Regions from separate parts of the Sus scrofa genome. Here region 1 is linked to region 2. A link is a contact called in public Hi-C data. All regions are on one chromosome and are shown on one strand. Each heading gives the region's core, a stretch centred on a gene start, on an enhancer-like site or on the middle of the called end of the contact. The rest is flanking DNA. Distances are from core to core; before and after follow the strand shown. Region 1 overlaps SUSD4 (sushi domain-containing protein 4). Region 2 overlaps SUSD4 (sushi domain-containing protein 4).

Evidence for each region. A called contact is a pair of places that touch in the nucleus more often than the background predicts.
Region 1: a Hi-C map of liver shows a contact between it and region 2, with 9 times the contacts expected there. The contact joins two enhancer-like sites. A contact is called at or near these places in 16 of 47 Hi-C or Micro-C datasets (adipocytes, adipose tissue, alveolar macrophages and 11 more).

What each region holds. Positions count from the first base shown.
Region 1 is chr10:19,463,421-19,467,515 of Sscrofa11.1, reverse strand. All of the region lies in intron 3 of SUSD4 (sushi domain-containing protein 4), which reads left to right. Among named protein-coding and RNA genes, the nearest start is that of TLR5, 55 kb to the right of the region's middle. Within about 2 kb of position 2,030, at least 5 of the 83 cell types and tissues checked have an H3K27ac peak or open chromatin away from gene starts, as enhancers often do. A contact at or near this core is called in liver, where this site is marked.
Region 2 is chr10:19,429,072-19,433,232 of Sscrofa11.1, reverse strand. All of the region lies in intron 5 of SUSD4 (sushi domain-containing protein 4), which reads left to right. Among named protein-coding and RNA genes, the nearest start is that of TLR5, 21 kb to the right of the region's middle. Within about 2 kb of position 1,917, at least 1 of the 83 cell types and tissues checked has an H3K27ac peak or open chromatin away from gene starts, as enhancers often do. A contact at or near this core is called in liver, where this site is marked.

The DNA.
Region 1 (4,095 bases), core at 781-3,280, 34 kb before region 2:
TAAGCTCACTTATAGGAGTTTGGACTTACAAATATGAATTTCTTGGCACCCAAAGCCTACAGCGTAAGAGGTGCCTCTGTTATTCCAAGCAGCTTCTGTAAGACTAGAATCTGCATATCCCTAAGCAGGGGTGAGGATGCTTATGGTCCTGGGAGCAGGGAGGTGACCATTATAATGGAGAGGGGACCATGGAGTTGGAAAAGGACTGAAATACTCCCTGTGGGCACAGGGCTGCTGACATAGTAAGTACAGTGCCCGAAGCCACCATCTGGGTCTCTTCCTTTCCAAGATCACTCAACTAGTGTCCTGGGGGCCACTTGCTCTGGGCAAATACAATCCCTTCCCCACGTTTTGGAAGAAAATGTATAGGTAAAATTAGATTAACTCTGTGGAAATTCACTTGACAACCAAACCAGGATTAAGACCTGCATCCTGGGGTTCCTGACGTGGCACAGCGGAAATGAATCTGACTAGGAACCATGAGGTTTCGGGTTCGATCCCTGGCCTTGCTTAGTGGGTTAAGGATCCAGCGTTGCCGTGAGCTATGGTGTAGGTCACAGACTGGCATTGCTGTGGCTCTGGCGTAGGTTAGCGGAAACGGCTCCGATTCAACCCCTAGCCTGGGAACCTCCATATGCCTCGGGTGCGGCCCTAAAAAGACAAAAAAAAAAGGACCTGCATCCTGACTCCTGGTTCAGTGCTCTTTCCATCATACTGACGTTGTGCAAACCAGGCTGCAGGTCAGATTCACCTGGGGGACTTTTAGAGATAATTGTGCCAGGAACTTTCTCCGCGAGCTCCTATTTTAGTTGTTCTGGGCAGTGGGAGCTCAACCATGGTATTTCTGAAAGCTCCCAGGGTCGTTTCAGTTACTGCTGCCAGCTGCACTTTGTCTCCATTTCATCACCTGCCTGTGGCCGAAGGTCACATAGAGCACAGGAGAGCAGTCCCTGTCCTTGCCCCCACCTGCCATGTCCCCATGGTGAACCCCTCTCCGCCCCACTTCCTTGCAGGAGGCACCAGGGGGGAAAAATGAATTCATTCAGCAAGGATTATTTTTAAGTACTTTCTAAAATATTTTGATTCCCATAGACCTGACCAGGATGGCCATAAAATATGAGTAATTTGATGGGAAGAAGATTCTAGTTTCAGTATGATTATTACATTATAAATTTTTAATTGAAAAATTCAGCTTGACTCAGGAGCAGTAAAGATGGCAGATAACTCTTTTATTCCATGAAACTGGAGGGGAGCAGACATTTGTCAAAAGCAAGGCAGTCATATTTCTTTTTTACAGTTACTCCTATATTAAGGTGAGTTGTCTTCCAGCTCCAGAAACTGCACCAAAACAGATGGATGCTTTAAAAATGTTTTATTCAGGATCCTTTTCTTCTCATATGCATTTTCTCTCATCTAAAATTTCTTTCTTCTTGCCTTAGACGTGGGTTATCAGAAAGAGCAGCCTGTGCCCACGGGGGCACAAATATTTGCATGTTTTCACCTGATATACTCTTCTCATTTTTCCATCCTCTAAGATGGGAAGGAGCCAGGGGGTGCCTCTCCCTGTCTCCAGAACCACTGTCATTTGTTTGTACTTCTGGGAACCGAAGTCACCACTTTCCTCCTCTCCTTCCCTTGTGGCTTCCGTGTGAGTTTGGGTTTTTGTTCTTAAAATGATGTCTTTCCCTTAACTCTGGTCATGACTTGAAAGGAAAAAAAAAAAAAATCCAGAGGAAATAAGGTCAGGTCAGATGGGGCAGATGCAGCAAAGATAAATGACAGAAATGATCAGTTATTACTGCTGCAAGATGACAGCTGGCCCGCCTCAGACAAGGGTTCACAAGCCTGCCCAGCCGAGCCCCCTGTAGTGCAGAGGGAACTCCCAATCCTAGCAGCCTTCACCAGCTGCCTCCCGTCATCTCCCGTGGTGTGTGAGTGCTGAGATTCGCCCTTTCTGTACAGGGACCACGGGGGCAGGGAGGCGCTTTAAGTCACAGAATTATTAGGCAACGGTGGAACATCCCCACATTCCAGATCCTTGTCAGATCGTGTACAAAGGTCACAAAATGAGTGTTAGCAAGCTTTTACACCAAGCCGATCGTGGAGATTCCCCCAGAAAGCAGTTTCTCACAAGCTCCCAACTGAAACGACCCAGAATGAGGTTGGCCGCTTATGGAAAATGCAGGGCTACCCCTCTGGGTATCCTTCCAAACCTATCACAGACGAAGTTCTTTTTCCCTTACGCCAGTCTTGAGCAGTTTAGGGCTGACTGTGGCTCCCCAGAGAGTCCTGTTAGAATGCAGATCTTGGCGTTCCCGTTGTGGCTCAGAGGGTCAAGAACCTGACTCGTATCCATGAGGATTCAGGTTCCATCCTTGGCTCAGTGCGTTAAGGATCTGGCATTGCCGTGAGCTGTGGCGTAGGTTGCAGATGTGGCTTTGATCTGGTGTTGCTGTAGCTGTGGTGAAGGCCAGCAGCTTCAGCTCCAATTCGACCTCTAGCCTGGGAACTTCCGCATACCGCAGGTGCGGCAGTAAAAATAAAAAATAAATAATGCAGATCTTAGAAGGCCACCCTGGGATGCAGAATGAGAGGCTCAGCTACAGAGCTCCCTCCCAGCTGCTCAGATAAGAACCTGGTCTTTCCTACAGGTTATAGTGCTCAGGGAGGGGCCAGGGCTGTTAAACCTGAGCCACCCTCTGTGTTTGAACTGCTCTCTTTCACCTAGTTGATTACCTTGCATATCCATCCAGCAGTGGTTCTCCATGTTTGACTTCATGGGAATTGCCCTAGGGGCATGTTAAAAATGCACATTTCCAGGCCTCCTCTGAGAGGTTTTTCTGCACTCAGAATCTGAATTTAGCAGGCACCTCCAGGAAATTCTCGTGCTGGCAGGCCTCAGAGCATGGCTTGCGATGTTTGCCATAGGTGCGCCAAAGCGGAACATGAAGACAGGATAGAACCTTGGTAATGGCCTTCTCTGATTTTTCTTGTGGGCTCAGTTCTGGCAACCAAATGCTTCTATCACCTCCTTGTTGAAAACGGAAGTTACTTTCCACAAGGTGGAAAGAGACCTCCAGGTTTTTTTTGTTTTGTTTTGTTTTGTTTTTTTAATGAAATAGTTAAAACTCTGTTTATTAAGAGATAAGCCAGAAATTAGGTCAGTTTGTCTCCTGGGGCCAAACCTTCTGAACCAAACTCAGTTTCTCCAAAAACCTCTAAATCTACATATGAGGTCAAATGGCCATCTGGAAAATAATTTGGCATCTATGTTGATAAGATGGATTGGCCTCAGTTTTTCTTTTTTTGTAATGTTCTTGTCAGTTTTTACCATCAAGGTCATGCTACACTCATAAAATGAGGGATTGTGGTCTTTCTGAATAGAACTCTTAAAAGAGTTTGTATAAGACAGGTGCTATTTCTTCCTTAAATGTTTAGTATCATTCATGGAAAGCCACCTAGAGTTGCCTTTGTGGGAAGGTTTTTAGTTTTGAAGTCAGTTTATTCTATATTTTTTAAGATTATAACCACTTTCAGTTTTTTCTTGCATCAGTTTTGGTAAATTGTACAGTTTTTGTTCATTTGTTTTAGGAATTCAGTTGAATCTAAAATTTCTAATTTCTTGGAGTTCCCGTCGTGGCTCAGTGGTTAACGAATCTGACTAGGAATCATGAGGTTGCGGGTTCGATCCCTGGCCTTGCTCAGTGGGTTAAGGATCCGGCATTGCCGTGAGCTGTGGTGTAGGTCGCAGATGCAGCTTGAATCCCACATTGCTGTGGCTCTGGTGTAGGCTGGCGGCTACAGCTCCGATGAGACCCCTAGCCTGGGAACCTCCATATGCCGTGGGAGCGGCCCTAGAAAAGCCAAAAAGACAAAATAAATAAATAAATAAATAAAATTTCTAATTTCTTGGTGTAAAGTTTTCCATAACTTTTTTTATTTTTCAAATCAGCATTTGTGAGGTGTTCCTGCTATATTCTTTTATGGTTGTGTGTGGCCTCTTTTTTTTTTTTTTTTTTTTTTAATCAGTTTCACCAGTGATATATCAATTTTATTGATTTCAAAGAACCAGCTTTTGGGTTTGCGGATTTTCTC
Region 2 (4,161 bases), core at 668-3,167:
AAGTAACATCACTTTCTTGAGCCTCGATTCCCTTACAATGAGACAATAACAACATCTGTTGTGCAAAATTGTTAGGATCAAGGAGAATAGTGCCTGCCGCTCTCACCATAAGAGCTCATTAAAAGTTGTCATTTTCATTTCTGCTTACATGTTATTTCATTGGCTCGTAATATAGCGACTATGTTTATACATAATATAGTTACTGATAAGAGTAGCTATCTATTTATTGGGCATATATTTTTGTGTCAGGCACTGTGCTTGCTGACTTACAGCTATTATTTTTAACTGTTATAAAAAGCTCTGCAGTATAGGTATTATCATTCCCATTTTATAGAAGATGGAAACTAATCTTACCTCAGAAAGAGGTTAAATAACATACCTAAGGTCACAGGGCTCCTAAGTGTGTGAGCCAAGATTTGAACCCAGGGAAGTGTAAGCTCTGTACTATACAAAGCTCCTTTAGTCCATGGATGAGTTATGTCTCCCCAGCCTTTTCTCACATTCTCACTCTCACACTCTCTCCTTTTCTCTTCTGGTGGCTGATTTTCCCCTTTTATCCTATTTTCACTGGAGACAGCAGTTTTCAAAAACATTCAGATGTCAGGAAAGCATTGTACTTTTCACAGACTAGCATTTTCTCTTTTAGCAGAACACTAAGAAATATGTATGTAAACCTTAGAAGCACTTTTGTGAGCAGGAAACCTGGCTGGTTATTTTCTATGTGCAATATAGGACCATAAACATACATGTAACTTATACAACACATGTGTGTGTAGTCACACTTAGTTAGGAACAGAGCATAACCAATTGCTTCCCATTTTGATGAACTTGCTGCTCAATTATTTATCCCATCATCTGCTAGGATTTGCTGATACGAAGGAGAAGGCATGAGAAATTTAAGAAAAAAAATTATGAGAGGGAAAATGAAAGTTTGGAAAATCAACACATTCATGTATCAGTATGGTGCCTTGGTCCAGTTTGTGGGGAAGGAACTTAAAAATTGCCAGGATACACTGGCCACATTTTATATTCAGCATGATCTCTAATGGTGAGAAGGTTCACTGGTTGCAGGAAGAGGCAGGAGAGACTCACCCTAAGTGCTCCTTTAACTGTGAACTTTCTTTTTCTCTTTTCTTTTTCCTTTTTAGGGCCACACCCACAGCATATGGAAGTTCCCTGGTGAGGGGTCGAATCAGAACTGCACATACTAGTCTATGCCACAGCCACAGCAACTTGGGATCTGGCCCACACCACAGCTCAAGGCAACACCGGATCCTTAACCCACTGAGCCAGGCCAGAGATCAAAACTGTGTCCTCATGGATACTAGTTGGGTTCATTACCACTGAGCCACAATGAGAATTCCCTACCTGTGTGCTTTCTGTGTTAATTTGTGTTAACTTTAATCTTGGGCCCCTGATTTCGCTCCCTTCCAAAAAATTAAGCTGCCCAATGACCGTCAGGTGTCACAACTGTAGGAATCCTGTTTGGGAAGATGGTCGCAGACTTCCAAACATGGTAATGCTGCTGATGTCACGTGATTTCTTTTCACCATGTGGTGAGTGAGGCAGGACTGGTCTGGTGCTCTGGTCCCTACAAAGGAGGAAGCACACCTCATTAGTGCCCAGAAATACAGGTCAGCTTTAGAGTTCAGCACCAGCCAGCCTTTGCTGCCAAAAGCTGTCAGAGAAAATCAGTTTTATACCTGCTCCCTCAACTGTGAGTTCCTCTGTGGCTTCACCATGTCACCAAACCAGACACACTTTGGATTTATTACGTGAAATCCTTTTTTTTTTTTTTTTGGACTGAAGTTTTACAGTCATTGGATGCCTCACCTATTTGGTCAGGGACACCCTAAGGTGGTGACTCTGAGCTAGAAGCAGATCAGAACCCCTCCCCCAGGGCTGCTGCATGATATTGATCTTAAATTTCACCTGTCAGCACATTTCTAAGCAAGTAAACACCAGGCTCCATCCAGCCTGGAAATAAGCAAAGCCTCAGCCTTGTCATCATTTGCTTCCCTAAGTGGACACATACATTGGCCTTCCATGTTGTTAGAGGAGCATAAAAGTGGAAAGTGTTATGTGCCATATATTCCCTGAGCCAAAAGAAAGCTTTGGACATAGCCTTGGAAATAGCTTGGGTTTTGGATTTGGAACATGCCATGCAGCTTCCTGGAACCATTAACCTAACTTAGATGACCCCAGGGCCATCTTCATGGTGCTGTGTCAGTTTTTTGTTTTTTTTTTTGTTATGTTTTGTTTTGTTTTGTTTTGTTTTGCTTTTTTGTCATTTTGCCTTTTCTAGGGCTTCTCCCACAGCATATGGAAGTTCCCAAGCTTGGGGGTCCAATCAGAGCTGTAGCCGCCAGCCTATGCCAGAGCCATCAGTATCTGGCTTGCTGATGGATCTTAATCAACAAGCCAGGATCAGACCAAACCTCATGGTTCAGGGATCATAACCACTGTGCATGATGGAACTCCAGGTGCCGTGGCAGTTTTGATGAAAAGAAGCCAGCAGAACTCCTGCAGGCAGAGCCTTGGTGGTTCCCCATGTGTGCAGTGCAGTGCCTGTGCTCTTGGGAGGGGTGTGGGGCTCGTGCTGCTGGTCTGAAGGTGATGCCTTTGGATTCATTGCTGGATTTCCCACCACCTCCTTGTGTGCTGCCAGGCCAGCTGAGGGCCAGATTCAAGCCTTAAGAGAGTTTTTTCTCCTCCTCATCATTGTCCTCGTGGTCTGGGTCCATGCTTCTCAGACTGTACCTTGAAGCACCTGGGGATCTTGCTAAAATGAAGTTTCTGATTCAGTAGGACTGGGCTGTGGCTTGTGATTGTGAATTTCTAACAAGCCCCCAACTGATCCCAAAGCTGATGGTTCAGGGACTGCTGTGGAAGAGCAAGTGCTGAATGGAAGGTCAAAATTCCCACTGGAAACTCTGGCAACATAATTCTCACCCTGGCTCCCCTGGATGTTGACAGACCTGCATCCCAGCAGGGGGTGCACCAAGGGAGGCCAGTCTGTCTACTTATGTGCCTAGGATCACATCTTTCACCTTCATAATGACCTTGCATTCCTCCTCCCATTCCACATCACCTGCATTGTCGTCTGTGTTGGCTGCTCCCTAGAGGATGTGTAAATGAGGTCTAGGCTCCTGTAGGGGTGGGCAGGGTCTTCCTGGCCCTCCCACTGCCCTTGGGCTGCTTTCCTTCAGCAAAGCTTCTCTAATGAGTCATTTACTGCTCCTCCCTGTGCCCCACTCCTCAGAACATGCTACCCCTTCTCCACTGGCCACTTGGGGCTCTGCTCAGATTGTGTCCTCAAGGTCACCATAACTCCCACAGGGCCAAATCCAGGTGGAACTGACAGAACTAATGGCCTGAACCCAGCCAGAACACTGACTGGGACTTGAACCCATGTGCTTGGACAAGAACCCAACCCAAAGCCAGATTGGGCCTTGAATCCATGGTTTTAAAAATTATAATCACTCATCCTGCGTCTGGACTCACTGACATTCAGGTTCTTCATGCCTCTATGTGGAAGGAATTCAGCCAGAGACAAAGTGATAGGCAAGAAACAGATTTATCGAGATAGGATGCTTGAGAGAGATGCAAGCTGGCAGGCAAGGAAGCTTCTGACAAAGGATCTCCAGTGGGCTACAGTTTTATCATCCAAGGGACATGGAGGTTTGGAAAAGACAGCCTCTTCCTTTCTTAGAGTAGCAGCTCCTCCTTAGTATCCCATTGGGTGTGTATTCAAATCAGCAGAAGGGTGGTCCTCAAACTCCTGCCCTGGGTCTGAATCTGAATGCAGACCTCCTCCTACCCCCAACCCAATGACCTGAGGCAGTTCTTACACCTCCACAAATCAAGCAAGCCTGCCTTGTGCTGATGGCTTTCATGAACTTACAGTGGTCCCTCAACCTCTCCCAGGTTTCCTGCCTTATCTGTGATCCCCCACTGGGGCTTCTACAACCACCTCTGCTACTCTATCCCTATCACAGGCTCCCTCTCCTGTCCCCATCTTTCTCAGCTTGTTGGGAACCACTGCCTCCTCCTCCAAACAGCTCATCTATTGGCTTCTGTGACACATCCCCATCAGCTTGGCCACAGCCTCTTTCAATCCATCCAATTTCTCAGCCTTTGGGTGGGGACCACTCCTCTTTT